2 separate regions of the Mus musculus genome follow, and region 1 is linked to region 2. Evidence: chromatin contacts called from public Hi-C data. All regions are on one chromosome and are shown on one strand. Each heading gives the region's core, a stretch centred on a gene start, on an enhancer-like site or on the middle of the called end of the contact. The rest is flanking DNA. Distances are from core to core; before and after follow the strand shown. Region 1 holds the start of Sqle (squalene epoxidase). Region 2 has its middle 34 kb from the start of Gm36617.

Region 1 (2,716 bases), core at 136-2,635, 100 kb before region 2:
TAGCCTTACCTGCCACACAAATTCTCCCTTGTCAGGAACAAAAATCATCCTTACCCAGGGATTTTAAATTAAAAGCCACAGTGAGTCTGTCTCCCAAATGAAATTCTAACATTTCCTACCAAAATCAACACCCAATCCCTGAGGTTCACACAACAAATGCTTTTCATCTTCCCTAAGAGCACAGCCACAACACAGTCCAGAACTTTAAGAAACGCAATCAAATGAGAACACTGACGCTTCTAAGCCACCACTTTCGTGACTTTTAAAGAAACCATAAACTTCAGTGACCTCGATCTGAAGTTTAAAATACGATCCCATTCATTTGCCCACTGTGGCATCAGGCATACCTTCTTGGACTCCAGCTGTTCTTTCTTTTCTGATTCAGGTGACTTGGCCCAGAAGAAGCCAATAAGAGGCAAAGCAGAGAGAATATCCGAGAAGGCAGCGAACTGGGCGCCGCTCTGATGGCGGCCAAGGAGGCCCCCGTGTCGATGGCGACAGCGGTAGGAGAGCACCAGGCCCAGCGACAGGAACACCAGCACGCACAGCAGGAGCTCCTTGTTGGCCAGGGTGACATCCCCGCATTTCTTATAAAAATAGGTGAAGGTAGCAATGCCAAGAAAAGTCCACATGGCTCAAAAGGCTTCTTTGGTGGCACCAGCCAAGGCTGAGGATTTTGTGTTTTGGGGGTCTCTTGGGGGGGTCTTTTTTCCTCGGAAGGTCTTCAGTGATTAAAATGTCCCCAAAATGTAGTTCTCAAAGGGGTTCGGGGCAACCGGTCGAACTTCTTCCAATAAATAGTTTCAGGATCACGAGTCAGATGTGATCAATTTTTGAAATCATTGAGAGTGCAAATGTATCTTAAGTTGTCCAGATCTTAAAAGGCAGCATTTAAAGCCTGCCTACCCCAACGGCTCCTGATTACACACTTCTTCATTCAGCCAACTGATGGACACGGGCCTCTCTATTGGGCTGAGGGGTGCGAATGTGGCTGTATACTTCGATGTCCGCTCGCCTGGCTGTAAACGGTCTTTTGTCACCAGCAGCAGGTGCTCGGTAGGAAGGAGTCGGGAGCGTAGAAGGATCTGGGTGCTGGGAAAGCTGCCCTTAGCAACACTGCCCCGGCAGCCTTCTCCAACAAAAGATGGCCACGGCGTCCCGAAGCGCGGCGGCAGCCTGGCAGCTCAGCCCTCCCTTGGAGATTCCTCCTCAAGCAAGCCCCGAAGTCACGGCCGGGAACCTGTCCGACCGACACTTGCCTTCCTCGAGAGTGAATGGCTGTCTCGGATGAGCGTCCTTCAGAGCGAGGCGAAGGCTCCTGCCCGCCGGGTCCCCAGCATCCCTCGCGGACAGTAACCAGAGTAACCGCTGCGCGCCCCGCTCGCAACCCGGCCCCACGCGCTTCAGCCGCCCGGCGGGCTCGGCCCAGCCCAGGGACCGGGAGGCGGGGCTCCGGCCCGGCACCGCCCCTTGAGCGGACCCCGCCTCCCACGCCGTCCGAACCAATGAGAGCGCGCACCGCGCGGTAGGCTGAGATGGCGCTATAGAGCGTTTGTCCAATGGCGGGCGGCGCACTCCGCGCGGCGCCAGTCGCAGAGGCGCTAGGGCGATGTTGCGTGGTGCGGGGCGGGTGCGTGGGGTGGGCGCGGGGCCGGTGGGTGAATGGGGCGGTGCCCGCTCGGCCTGGCCGCCGCGGGGTCCTCAGGCCCCACCTGCGGAGGGTGGAGCTCGCTCTGGAGGAACTCTTGGTGGCTCCTGGTGGCTCAAACGCAAGAGAGCTACAGGAGTCATCCGGGCGGACTGGATGATCACGGGCTAGAAAGGCGAGGAGGACGTGACACGCCGGCGAACCTGCCATAATTAGTGGACGAGGACTAAAGAAAATGAGAGAAGTCAGTAGGTGGAGATGGATCACGCCTTTAATCCCAGAACTCGGGATGCAAGAGGATCTCTGTGAGTTTGAGGCCAGCTTGATCTGCATAGCGTGTTCCAGACCAGTCAGAGATACACAGTGAAATCCTTCTCGGGTTAAAGAAAGAATGAGAAAGGAAAAAAAAAAAAAATGTCCTAATCAACAGCAATCCCAAAACTGTTTAATAAGATCATTTTATGTTTTAAGCACTATGCCAGAGCGTTGCAAACATTCATTCAACCCTTACAGCAGTCTTGCAAGAATGGCATTACCTTTCTGTTACAGAAGTAACCGAGCAGTTTATCTGCCGTCGTTCATGAGACTAACAACATCATTTTATACTATCCACAGCTACTGTCATGTAACCGAATTTCAGACTCGACAGTACCATTTAATTATCAAGCTTTCGTTGAGTTCTTAGTTATCTATGGTTTAGGTCTCACCCTAAACACTTCTCAGATATCTTTATTAGTTTCTGCGATTTTTTTTTAAGTCATTCAAACAGGTACAGTTGTTTAACCCGTTTATCCTTTAATAATGAAAGAAGTAAGTCTCACAGAACTGTATCCTACCAACCCTTTGCAGCAGGCACAGCCAACTCTATCTAGCTCCACATTTCTTCCTTCCTTTCGATTTGTTTACTTATGTATTTTGTCTACATGTATGGCTGCACTTTAGAAGAAGGCACTGGATCCCATGGGACTACAGTAACAGTTGTAAGCAGCCATTCGAGCACTAGGACTTGAACTGTGGACCTCTCATAGAAGCCATTGCTCTTAACAGCTGAGTCATCTCTCTGGCCCT
Region 2 (2,700 bases), core at 130-2,629:
GTTCAAAAGATGACAATGGCTACAGAGCCCAACATTCCTCCCTCTGCGGTTCATTTATCAACGCCTCCTAATACTCAGAAAGGCAGAGTGAGTCTGCCACCATCACTTATTGTATCTGCATCAGGACAAGAATTTGAACCCAGATCTTCTGCTCCATAATTTGGGTTCTAGAACAGTCTACTCTGTGATGCTTTGGGGGAGCAAATACAAAGAGAGGGGATAACTGGGGATCCAATGCTAATGGCCAGTGAGGCTGGAGTCTGAAGCAGGCAGAGGAAGGAAACTGAAGAAATTTCCATACAGAGCCCAGAAGCAGAGGTCTAGCATTCCAGTCCACCTGTGCTGGAGTCCCCAAGGTCAAGTCTACCCAGGAGGATGCAGTCAGATAAGACATCATCAATATTAATGAGTGCCAGTCCCTATGCTCAACCCTTTATTTGTGCTATCTTCTTTATCTCGCACAGCACCTTGTGAGAGGGAGTGTCCCCACTTCACAGTTGGCCAAACCTGTCCATAAGATGAAGTCATTGGTGCTGGGTCACAGAGGCAGGAACAAAGCCAGGACATGTCTTCAGTGCAACCCGCCCCCAGATTTTGTTGTCTTTCATCTTTCTGATCACCTGTCTCTAGCTTCTGTCCTTTCCTGCAGCTAATGCCGGCACTCAAGGTCATCTGGGATTTGTCTTTGGACCACCGGACTTATTGTTACACCCACAGAGAATGTAGGTCTTGAGGAACCTATGCCTAAGTGGTAGGAGCAGGAGAGCCTGCTCATCATGGTGAGTCAAGACTCAGGAGACATGGTTACAAGCAAGGTTACATGCAAGGTTACATACAGAGCCCCCTGTGGGAGCTAAGGCTGGGACTTGGTGGGAGTCCCTCCACCATGTCAAAGGATAGAGCCATGTTTATCCATTCAAGCTCAGTGCTCTTGGTTATTAGCTTCTCCACTCCCACCCTGCTTCTCCACTCCTGCCCTGCTTCTCCATTCCTGTTCTGCTTCTCCACACCAGTCCTGCTTTTCTCCTAGATGAACTATGTTCATGAGTCGTCTTCTCAGGATCTGTTTTCAGAACCCAAACTCAAGACATCCTTAGCCTCTTAACATCCCCACCCCCACCTCCCTCCCCACCCCCCACTCCCACCCCCAGCATCATTCTTTTTCTATTCATTCCTACTTGCTGCCTCACACTGTCTAGGGAGCAGAAGCCAGTTGCTATCCTTATTTCTCTCACATGGCCCAGGTCTTCCCTGGGGTTTCCCTTCCATACACTCCTGAAGCCAAACTTCAGAGGAGGTCCCACCTCCACAGAGGGTACAGGCTGACTACTCGGGCTTTACCTTTCCCAAACTTGAGCAAGCAGGGACATGACCCACCTCCCAGGGCGTGGGACAATGGGGCTGTAGTCAGAGACAGTTTCCAGGCCCTGTTCAGACTTGTGCTGGTGCTGAGGCAGGTACTTGAGGGATCAGCCCTGGGTGTCTGGAGGGGAGAACCAGACAGACTACCTCAGGGAAGGATGCCAAAATCTATAAGTAAAGGCCCTTTGTGAAAAGAGCAGGTCTTGGACCAGCAAGTTTCTTGAGGGATCTGTAACACAAGATTAAGACGTATCCACCTAAGGTGCTTTGAGTCAAATTTCTTCCATCATTTGGTGTCACCTCACAAGGGAAAGATGCCAGATGGTCCAGGGAAATCTTTTGAAGTTGTGGAGGCAGTGATTCCCCTATCTGGGTCCATGTGAACTTGAGATTAAAGGACTCGTGTTACCATTGTCTACCACATATATGTAGTTTCCTAACTGGCCTAAATTTAACTTAAGAGGGAAGGGTGGGGAAGGAATAACACAGCCCAGGATGGCAGTGTGGTCCTGGTCCCTCTCTTTAAGTCTCCCTCATCAGTAAAAGGGACATCTCTCTCTCTCTCTCTCTCTCTCTCTCTCTCTCTCTCTCTCTCTCTCACACACACACACACACACACACACACACACACACACACACTGCCCTTCAACTTCCTTACAGTTTTCACATCTTCTCTATGATCCCACTTATCATTTTCCCTGTGGTCTCCGACCTCCATACCAAACCCCTCCTCTGAAGCATGAGGACTCCTGGCTGCTGCTGTCAACTCCCTCCTCATGTCACCTGGCTATTCCCTCCTCATGTCACCTGGTTGTGGCTATTCACTCTTTTTTTTTTTTCAATTTGTCAAGCTGTGACTGTTTATTAACTGACCAGATTACAAAAATACCATGGGTGACACCTTAGTTCATCCGTCTAATAAGCCTGTTTATCTGGTCTTCCCTGTTGCCAGCATCTCCACCTTCTACAAAGTGAGTTGTCTTTTTCTTCATTCCACCTTGTGGAGAAGATAATTTGAAGGGCCACAGGAAGTTATTTGCTTCCTTGAAGCGTTTCCCAACTGTAGAGATCTCATGAATTAGATCCTCCATGCAGATGATGCCAAACTTACCAAGAGACCGAGCAATCAAGGAATTATCTGTCAAGGCAATCTGCTTCTTGTTGATTTTGCCATAGCCGCGCTTGTAGATGAGCTCGTTTACTGACTTCAGGTTGGGGTACCCCCATGCAATGTATGGTTCCACAATCCGCAGCATGTTAATTGAAGCCTTGTTGAGCTTAGCAAAGGTGCCATTGAAGATCTGTCGAAGACGAAGGAGCTGCGGAACCTTACGAACC

What was found. A called contact is a pair of places that touch in the nucleus more often than the background predicts.
Region 1: a contact with region 2 is called in a Hi-C map of epidermal suprabasal cells, with 2.2 times the contacts expected there. The contact joins the promoter of Sqle here to the enhancer-like site in region 2. A contact is called at or near these places in 1 of 15 datasets of contacts at CTCF or cohesin (large pre-B cells), 8 of 484 Hi-C or Micro-C datasets (the C10 cell line, the HL-1 cell line, the N1E-115 cell line and 5 more), 5 of 115 datasets of contacts at active chromatin or transcription factors (the SCID.adh cell line, embryonic limb bud, embryonic stem cells and 1 more) and 1 of 9 other capture datasets (pancreatic islet).

What each region holds. Positions count from the first base shown.
Region 1 is chr15:59,313,761-59,316,476 of GRCm38.p6, reverse strand. Sqle (squalene epoxidase) reads right to left here and starts at 1,385. Exons shown (of 11, transcript NM_009270.3): 1 at 348-1,385. The coding sequence starts at 632.
Region 2 is chr15:59,211,285-59,213,984 of GRCm38.p6, reverse strand. It overlaps the pseudogene Rpl7-ps8. Among named protein-coding and RNA genes, the nearest start is that of Gm36617, 34 kb to the left of the region's middle. Within about 2 kb of position 1,379, at least 13 of the 459 cell types and tissues checked have an H3K27ac peak or open chromatin away from gene starts, as enhancers often do. A contact at or near this core is called in epidermal suprabasal cells, where this site is marked.